Regions from separate parts of the Rattus norvegicus genome. Here region 2 is linked to region 1. A link is a contact called in public Hi-C data. All regions are on one chromosome and are shown on one strand. Each heading gives the region's core, a stretch centred on a gene start, on an enhancer-like site or on the middle of the called end of the contact. The rest is flanking DNA. Distances are from core to core; before and after follow the strand shown. Region 1 holds the start of Rala (RAS like proto-oncogene A). Region 2 has its middle 36 kb from the start of Cdk13.

Region 1 (4,470 bases), core at 33-2,532:
AGTCTGAAGTATCAACACCACACACACACAGAGTATACACTTTTACCCTGCAAAAGCAAAACATTCACTTCCAATTCTCCTAACCTCTAGTTGCCCAGCAAACAATTCTTATTTGGCTTATGAAGCTTATGTGGCTTCATCATTTGGAAAATCATCTCTTTAAGATGGTTACCGGCACTGTTACAAAGATCTTTCTCCTTCCTCTTCTGCAATAGTTGACTATCTACTCTCAGCTTGCTATACTGCCTAACACCCCCATTAATCCATCCTCCACTTACAAACAACTTAGCCATTCTACTTCCAAAATTTAATAGACAACAGAAACGTCAGCCATGATCTGACTCTTGCCTCCTTCTGCAGCCTCATCTTTCTCATCAGCCCTGGTAGAACTTTTAAGACAGATAAATAGTACTCAGTCTTCCCTATGAACAACTGATCCCTGCTCTGAGGTAACTTCCTTTATTTGGATCCGATTTACCAACTTCTTTTCATACTGGAAAAAGATCTTAATTAAAACTCTAACTACAGTTAGTAAAGTCATCAAGTCTTCCCTCCATTCATACTTTCAAATGCAAGTATTTGGTTTCTTGATTGCAAACTTGACTGAGTGGACATTCATTCTTTTAAGTAGTCATGCCAACAAAGCCCTTGGTTCTTAATTCGGGGCCAAAGGAAGAGAATTTTAAAGTCCAGGGAAGAATGTGTGGCAGCTATCAGATGCTGGGCAAACTATCTCAAACTTGTAGGCAGATTTAAAGAAAACAACTACTAATTTAAGACATTAAATTAGTGTGCCACGGAAGCTGTCGCCTTATCTAGTGCCGAAAGGGAATACTCCTTCAAAAGGAACCTGAAGCCCATATGCAGAGGCTAGTTCTCCACTCAGCCAGCTGCCGAGACCCTCCAACCAGGACAGGCGACCAATCCACCTCCCAGGACTTGAACTGCGACAAGCCACGTTGCAGGCTACACGCTGGAAAACGCTTGCCAGAGAACCTAGCAGCCCCCAGAAGCAAGATGGCGGCCTCCCCCTCCCCTTCTTTCTCCAGGAGCCTCTCCATGTCCATGACCCAGACACGGGAACCCCGGCCCGGCCGTAGGAGGTGATTGCGCCTTGAGAACCCGGTAGCTCGTCGTGGGTCCGCCTGGAGGTTATACCACTGCGCCTCCCCCACGCCCGGAGAGCCTTTGTTCGCGGCCGCCAGAGTATTCGGCCCCGAGGACAGGAAGTGCCGATTGGCGCCCCGCCCCGTTCCCTCGCGCCCCGGAAGTGATCTGCGGCGGCTGCTGCAGAGCGGCCCGGAGGAGGGTGGGTCTCCCTAGAGCGGAGCGCCGGAGTCCTCCCCCTCCGCCGCCGCCCAGGCCGCCGCCGCCCTCACGATTCCTCCTGCCGCGCCCCGCGCGGGACTCCGAGCGCGGTCCGATCGGCACAGCCGAGGCTCAAGAGCCCGCGGGGCGAGCGGCTCGCGGTGCAGGTGAGCGCTTGCCGGCCGGGGAGGCCGGGCCGCGGCGGGGGTGTGTCCGACCGGCCAGGCCTGTGGCCGCCGAGATTGCACGTCCCGCCTGCCGCCTGTACTGGGACCCGACTGCGCCCCGACAGCGGGCGGCGTCTCCGGAAGGTCACCTGCATCGCTCCGGTGGCGCCCAGGGCTGTACCCGGGCGGTGCCCACAACCTGGGGCCGCCGCCGCAGTCCCTGCGCCGCACTCCACCTCCCTCGCTTTCAATCCACTCCTTGCCGGTACAGAGCAGCTGCTTTTCGAGCTTCTCTGCCAGTCTTTGGTGCCAGTTAAAGGAATGGCTTTTTCAGACTAAAGTCTTTAGACGCTTCGCGTCCAGCTGAAAGCTCATAGGCTCTTCTTGTATAGGTTTAGCCTCTAGAAGAGGAAGGGAATATAGGTATTTTGTATGACGAGGGTATCTTCCGCGTTTGGTTCCTTGAAAGATGGCAAGGAGTAGAAGATACGATTTGTGTGCTTTAGCTGGGCATATGTGTGTTTGAGTGGGCGGACGTGGTGGCGCTGAGGTGGTTGTGTTGTTGAGGGACTTAGGAGGAATTAAAGAATTAACTGGCCTTTGCTTGGAAACCAGAATGTCCAGACTCGTGAGAGCTCATCCAAGTGTCTTTGAGCTACTGTGAGAACTCTGGTGCCACGCCCTACCTGTCAAGCCAGAAAGCACCCAATTTACAAACAGTTTGGGTATGTGTGCTGGGAGAACCTTTATTTCTGTAAATTATTTCCTGTAAATAAATTACAACTTTAATTACGTTCCCAAAATTGGGTAATGTTTATTACAGTGTAGAAGGATTCCTTTAACTTCTGCTTGTTAATATGTCTCAGAGTATCCTATTAGTCTTTGCTGTTTGTATCTGTTGATACAATATTCTTGTAAATGACTCTTGTGACCCCTAAGATGTTTCTACAGCTTAATTTTTTTCAGAGGAGGAGCCTTTTCATCTTCCTCTCTGTTATCATGTAAAGTGCTCAGAACTCCCTGAATTTTTTTACTGAATGAATGACTGTGAATGTGTACAGTTGATGGAATAGTCACTTGTCAGAAGCAACTGACTTTGGTTGAGGGTATAGCTGAATGACAGTAGTTGCCTACCAAGGAAGGGGTACTAGTTTCCATCTGTAGCACGGCCCCCAAACAATTTTGTTAAGAGCACAGTTTTCTTCCTTTGAGATTCTTGGAGTGTAAAAATTTTGCTTTATCTTTTTTTTTGTTCTCCAAAAGATCAAGGAACTACTCAGGAAGAATTTCATTTTCACAACTCTGACTGGGGAAAGGTTTAAAAATATTTAGGGATTATGATGAGATGACATATTTTACTGTTTTCTGTTTACTTTTAGAGTATATCCAGAGTTAGAAGGAAGAGATTTCCTGGCAAAAGAGAGCAAGTGTATGCTTGGAGTTGATAACTGTACCCAATCTTAATAAAAAAGAGGAAGTTATGAATTGATGCTGTTTAGAAATAAGGTGAAAAGTGGGATTCCTCCAACTGGCTCATTTTTTGTCATGGATACATGAAATCTTCTGATACCTGATGTGACCGTGGCCTCTTTGATCAGCAGGCACTTTCATGTTTGGAGACCCACATGATTCTCTCTCCACTGAGTGTGCAAGTGCAGTGTTTATTTTGAAGTGGTATTTCATTACAACTCTTTTCCCAGGGCATTCAGGGTGGGGGAAACTAATCATAGGAAAGAATTATAGGAAAGAATGCTTACCATTTTTAAGGGAATGTTTTGGCTTATACATGGTTGCATTATTCTCAGTTTAGGGATGTCCAAACACGAACAAGCTGCACATATCTTTGTCTTCTAGTATATGGTGCTTGTGCACTGACTTTCTAAGCAGTGTTTTTTTTACAGAGCACAAATAAATGTACCAGTATCACTTCTTGTATATGGGTCTGCCAAACTAATAGGTTCTTGTATATTTATTCTTTTATAAATGAGTGAAAGAGCAATCAAATACTGGAAGTTGAGAATGTTAACCAGGGAAGAGACCATGATCTTGAAGAGGTAGGAGACAGTTTCCATTGTTTTATAAAATACTATAATTCTTAGATTAAAGAAAGCAAAGCCTTTGGTCTTGTAACAGTACTATATAGAAGTTATATTGATTGTCCATCAAGCACTGTGCTGAGGACAATCTCCACACTAGCTCTGCAGGATGGGTGGTCTTCCCCAACACTAAGTGAAGGTATTTGGCCAGAGGCCCAGCTCACAAGCTAGCATGTTGTAGAGCTAGGATTTAAAAGTACAGTAACAATCTCCAAGAGCACTGAAAATTGCAGCTAATCCTAAAAGTCAAGGGGAAAGTGATTCTCACTGACCTGGGCTTCCAGAAAAGATACTATGCTTATCACTCTTAGTCCTGAAGTATGGCCTGGAGGCACCAGTGACTAGCCAAGGGGCTTCAAGTGAGCTGCAGACAGCTTTGTTTCCAGGTGCTTGCAAACACAAGGTAGCTGTGCTCCTACATACAGTCTGTTGTGTGCCAAGATGAAAACTGGTCAAATATTGGTCTTGTAGGTGTCTCTAATGGCTTTTTACTACTGCAGCACCGGTTTGAGCCAGCCCTGTTTAAAATCATATTTGTTTCCTTCTTTCTGTCACTGATGTAGGTGTGACCAATGTAGGACACTGGGAAGAATGTCTAAAAAAAAAAAAGACAACAAGAGTTGCAGAACTCAGTTCTTACAGATTCAGTTGCCTTTTTATGGGCTTAAAAAGTAATGGATAGAGGACTTGTCGCCACTTGGTTTAAGAGATGGCAAGGGGGATGCTATCGGTCCAAATAACAAAGCTCCTTTCTGCCTGTGATTGTGGACAGTCCATTCAAAGGTTATGAAATGACCTTGATTTCAGATGCTATGTAAAATGGATGAAATCCCACAAAGATGCTGCAGATGGTAGCCATCTAACCCATAAGATCTCTGTCATTTTTTAACACAGTCAAA
Region 2 (4,717 bases), core at 386-2,885, 120 kb after region 1:
TATTCAGGGAAATGGATTCTGTGACAAGTTTCAACTTCACTAAAATGCTACAACCCTAAACCACATACCTAGGAAGATGAGGTCCAATTTGTGGCTAGGATTTTTACTTCAGACTGTCTAAAAATGGAAGAGAGGAAGTCAGAGAAGCACTTGGGGCTCTGCCAGAGAACCTAAGTTCAGTTTCTGTGGTTCACAACTTCCTGCCAGAAAGTCCAGTTTCAGGAGACTCAAAGAGCTCTTTGACCTCCTTGAGAACTGCACTCATGTGGCCTACACAAAAACAGAAACACACATACACACATATACACAGAGAGAAATATATGTTTTTTAATGCTGAAGAGAAAAGGGAGTAAATGTCCTGCAAGGAATTTCCTCTTTCTCATTTACTTTTTGCTTCATTTTGGAGGAAAGAGATGCATGGCTGCCCCTGAAAGTTACCTCTTCAGAAGCACCCAGGTCCTCTGCCCTGGACTTTTCCCAAAGGAGGGTCTTTTATCACAGTTCAAAGCACAGGAACAAAGGATCCCTGACAGTTTAGAGTTTGGGAGAGGCAGCTGATTTTTAAGGGTTTGAATTACCTAAGTATGTTTCATCGTATACTCTTAACTCCCGGGCAATCTCATCAACAACTGAAGCAGCCTCAATCCCTATAACAGTATCTACTGGAGTTCGTTTATTTCAGTACTCCAAAAGATGGCAGGCGTGTAGTTTGTCTCCATAGTTGCCAAGCTTCTTCCCTTGGCAACAACACCTGGATTCACGATGATTTCCATGCTGAGCTTCTGATTCATCCTGGGTAGGCCTGCTTTCAAGTGACGACGACGACGACGACGACTACGACGACAGTGACTGCTTCAGGCCACTTTTGAGAATAAAGTAGTCTCATAGTCAGGAGCACAGGTTTCAGCCCAGATTTCACAGGTTGGACTTCCAGTTTACCGTGTTTGCTGTATGACTGACCTTCAACAGTGCCTCAGAGCTTTACATAGAAAATGAAGATTAAAAGTAGCAACAGCTTGAGGGAACGGTAGTAAGGATTCAGTAAATTCAGATATAAAAGCATAGATGAACCCTGAACCCTGTCCATAAAATTACGCACATAAAATACAGATTTAACAAACAGTGAGGGGGTTGGGGATTTGGCTCAGTGGTAGAGCGCTTGCCTAGCAAGCGCAAGGCCCTGGGTTCGGTCCCCAGCTCTGAAAAGAAGAAAAGAAAAACAAACAAACAAACAAACAAACAGTGAGCACTCAGCAAACATTTGCTATTCCTTTAATTCTGAATATGACTCGTGGCTCATTTACTGTAGTGAGTGCATATTGGAAACTATTCTGGATCTCCAGATCTTTCGCATTTTTAAAGCCTAGAAGGCGTGCTGCACATTTCTCAATAGCTGGTCTTCATGTCTCTTCATTTTGGACCCTCTGTATTCTATGGCAGTGCCAACAACGCGTCAGGAAAAATCTTATGATAGAAATATAGCAAGTGTCATTTCTGCTTTTATTTAAAAAAACAAAACCAAAAACATTTGGAGAAGCTTAAGTTTAATTTTCTAGTTGTCCACGGGATGGCAGCACTGCTCTGAAATTGGCTGAAGAGTATGGTCCACTCCCGCCCTCTGCCGCAGACTGGCTGGTTTGGATTTTAAACATGGCTTCGTAGATCTCAGATTATTTCACACCCTTATTTAGACTCCACTTCGTCAACAACTTGGACCAAGAGCACCTTCGCATTGAGTGATACTGTTGTCTCTTCGTGGCTTGGAGCACAATTTCAGTTTGGCCCAAAAGGTCTCTGTCGTGGCTCTCAGCAGTGTTGCTTGTGTGCAGTGAACGCAGGGAAGCAGGCTCTCCTAGAGTTCCTCAGACCTGACAGTCCATGTTCGAGGTCAGGAGTGTCTTCGTAGGAGACCAGCTCCTCACTTCCGTGCCCTGAGTAACCACAGCAGGGAGAGGAGAGAGTGTGTCAGGTCAACCTGGCGATCTCTGCTCTTCGGAATTCCCTGTTTGCCCAGGAAGGAAAAGGAAAAACAGAAAATGCAAGGTCAAAAGGTAAGAGGGGACTGGAGAGGTGGCTCAAACGGGACTGGAGAGACAGCTCAGTAGCGTGGCTGCTTTCTATTCTTGCAGAGGACAGTGTTCAGTTCCAAGCACCTACAAAAGGCCTCGCACTGTCTGTGACTGTAATCCCAAGCTATCCCAGGCCCTTTTTCAGCCTCCGTGGAATCCTACAGTGCCCAGAAACTAAGCAGGCTCACATACACATGCACATGCACATGCACATGCACATGCACATGCACATGCACATGCACATGCACATGCACATACACATGCACATTAAAAAAAGTTAATCTTGGGGCTGGGGATTTAGCTCAGTGGTAGAGTGCTTACCTAGGAAGCGCAAGGCCCTGGGTTCGGTCCCCAGCTCCGAAAAAAAGAACCAAAAAAAAAAAAAAAACAAAAGTTAATCTTTAATAAAACCAAACTAGGCTATATTCAGATTCCTTAGAACCATGTCAATTTTTATATCATGATGACATTACTGAAACTCATGCCCCAGCAGGTTTTCAGGGTCTGGTTGCCTACTTTCTTACACCTTTAGGATTATTGGGGTGGAACCTGTCACTGTAGGATATCTTCTGTTTAATTGAAGTCCAAGGGGATTTGCGGTGGAAAACTTTTGGAGACGGAGTTATGGCGCCCTCTGGTGACTCATTGTAGGCATGACCATTCTGGTTTCCATTTCTCCCTCTAAACAATCCACGTTTTGCTGTTTGAATCCTACGTAACCCTGCTTTGAGACTATCAATTTTCACATAATCTTGGGATCCCCAAAGTAGATGTTATGAGGCTACTTATCAGCAACGTGTAAGCAAAGCAGAATTAAAGAGGAAGAACCAGTAAACTGTGAGTTAAAAATAGCAATGTACTTGGTGTCTAAAGAGCTGGTGCCTGCAGTCCCCAAGTTCCCTTTCCCCATCTTTTCCTGGAAGATAGTCTAAGTAAATGACTTCCTCCCCGGGTGCACAGACTGTGTCCTTTGAGACTTTTACCTCCACCAAAGCTTGTGCCAGTGACTTGTTTGAGGGTGGTGCCAGGTCCTGCTTTTTGTGCCAGGAAGTGGCCCCAGTAGGTAACACACACTTCGCACATTGGCCAGAGAGCCCTTGCATTGACCTTGGTGGTACTCACGACGGTTCTCCTTATTTTCAGGCTTTAACATGCTGAATAACAATTTTTTTTTGGTTCTTTTTTTTTTTTTTTCCCGGAGCTGGGGACCGAACCCAGGGCCTTGCGCTTCCTAGGCAAGCGCTCTACCGCTGAGCTAAATCCCCAACCCCCCTGAATAACAATTTTTAAAAGTAGAAACAAGGGTCATGTGTTTTGGAGAAACCCAGCAAATCAAGCTGTAGACATCACAAACTTGATTCATTGCAGTTCCTATGTGGATTCCAAAGGCTGAAGCCAGTCTGCATGGTTTTCTGCTTTGGTTTGAGGATGCAATCCCGTCTTTGGGTGTGCTAGGAAGTGTATCATAATACACGCCTAGACCCAGCGTCTGTTTTCCTTCTGCCATGAACACCCCCCCCCCCATCAACAGCACTCTACCTTTGTAGGTCTCAGCAGTATCCTGGGTGCACAAGAGTGAACTTCCTCATTTTCTCTCTGCAAAATGCTTCCCAAGTCTCCTAAACCTTAGCTGCCAGTTCAGTGGTTGCAATCAGACTCTTTGTTTGCAGTGTTATGTGTTAAATAAACAATTTACTTGGGCATGGTGCTGTATGCTCTTAGTTCCAGCACTGGGGAGGCAAAAGCAGGCCAATATCTGTGAGTTTGAGACCCAGCCTTGGCCCCAATCTCCCAAAGTACCTTTCATTGCCTTATCCTAACATCTACCCCTCACAGGCTTTGTAGGACTGGCCTGATCTTCTAGACCTGGCTGGAGGCAAAAGGGGGCTGAGCTCCACTCCTGCTTACATAACCTGCCGCTCAGGCTGGTTCACTGGTCCTATAGGCTCTGACTAACACAGTACCTCTTCATTAGGTACACCTGACTGCTAAACGAACCCTGCTTGCTGAATAGTCTCCACCCTATCAGGGAAGAGATGTATAACAGCATACTTGGGAGGTTAATTATCTTTCTCTAGGACAAGCCTTGACATTTTAACCAGCACTGACACCTTCACCCCTTTGATGGATTGCTATTTATATTTTAAAGCAACCCAGAGACTTACTAGCACATTTACCTTTTGATAAGTTTTTTCTACTGGGAGCTAAGGCCTAACAAAAATCTACTATATTTGCTTTTGAGTAATCTGGAGAGACACTTTTGTCTGCTTTAGGGCTTTGCAAACCCAATTTTCATAATCGCCTAGAGCCTTTCTACTTCATAAAAATCACAAACCAAGATGTAGCTCAGCAAAACCACTAAAGTCTCATACCAGTCCTGAGGTCTCTGAGATCTCAGTTCACTCTCCTGCACGATACTACCAGACCCAGTGAACTGAGCATCAAAGAACATGACTTTGCTAAAATGATGATTCTTTTAGCAAAGAATGCTTCCTTTAATATGTCATATCCCAGTTAGGCACGTGCATCCCCTATTTCCTGCTAATCTCTGATATTCATGAGAATACCCAGTGGATCACCATGTGGCCTGTATGAGCCAGTTCATCGGAGACCTGTTTCCTTTATTTTCCTTGACAGCTTTTGTCTAC

What was found. A called contact is a pair of places that touch in the nucleus more often than the background predicts.
Region 2: a Hi-C map of liver shows a contact between it and region 1, with 3 times the contacts expected there. The contact joins the enhancer-like site here to the promoter of Rala in region 1. A contact is called at or near these places in 4 of 12 Hi-C or Micro-C datasets (Schwann cells, kidney, liver and 1 more) and 1 of 1 datasets of contacts at active chromatin or transcription factors (oligodendrocytes).

Annotation. Positions count from the first base shown.
Region 1 is chr17:51,786,426-51,790,895 of GRCr8, forward strand. Rala (RAS like proto-oncogene A) reads left to right here and starts at 1,283. Exons shown (of 5, transcript NM_031093.3): 1 at 1,283-1,475.
Region 2 is chr17:51,907,861-51,912,577 of GRCr8, forward strand. No RefSeq gene overlaps it. Among named protein-coding and RNA genes, the nearest start is that of Cdk13, 36 kb to the right of the region's middle. Within about 2 kb of position 1,636, at least 11 of the 93 cell types and tissues checked have an H3K27ac peak or open chromatin away from gene starts, as enhancers often do. A contact at or near this core is called in liver, where this site is marked.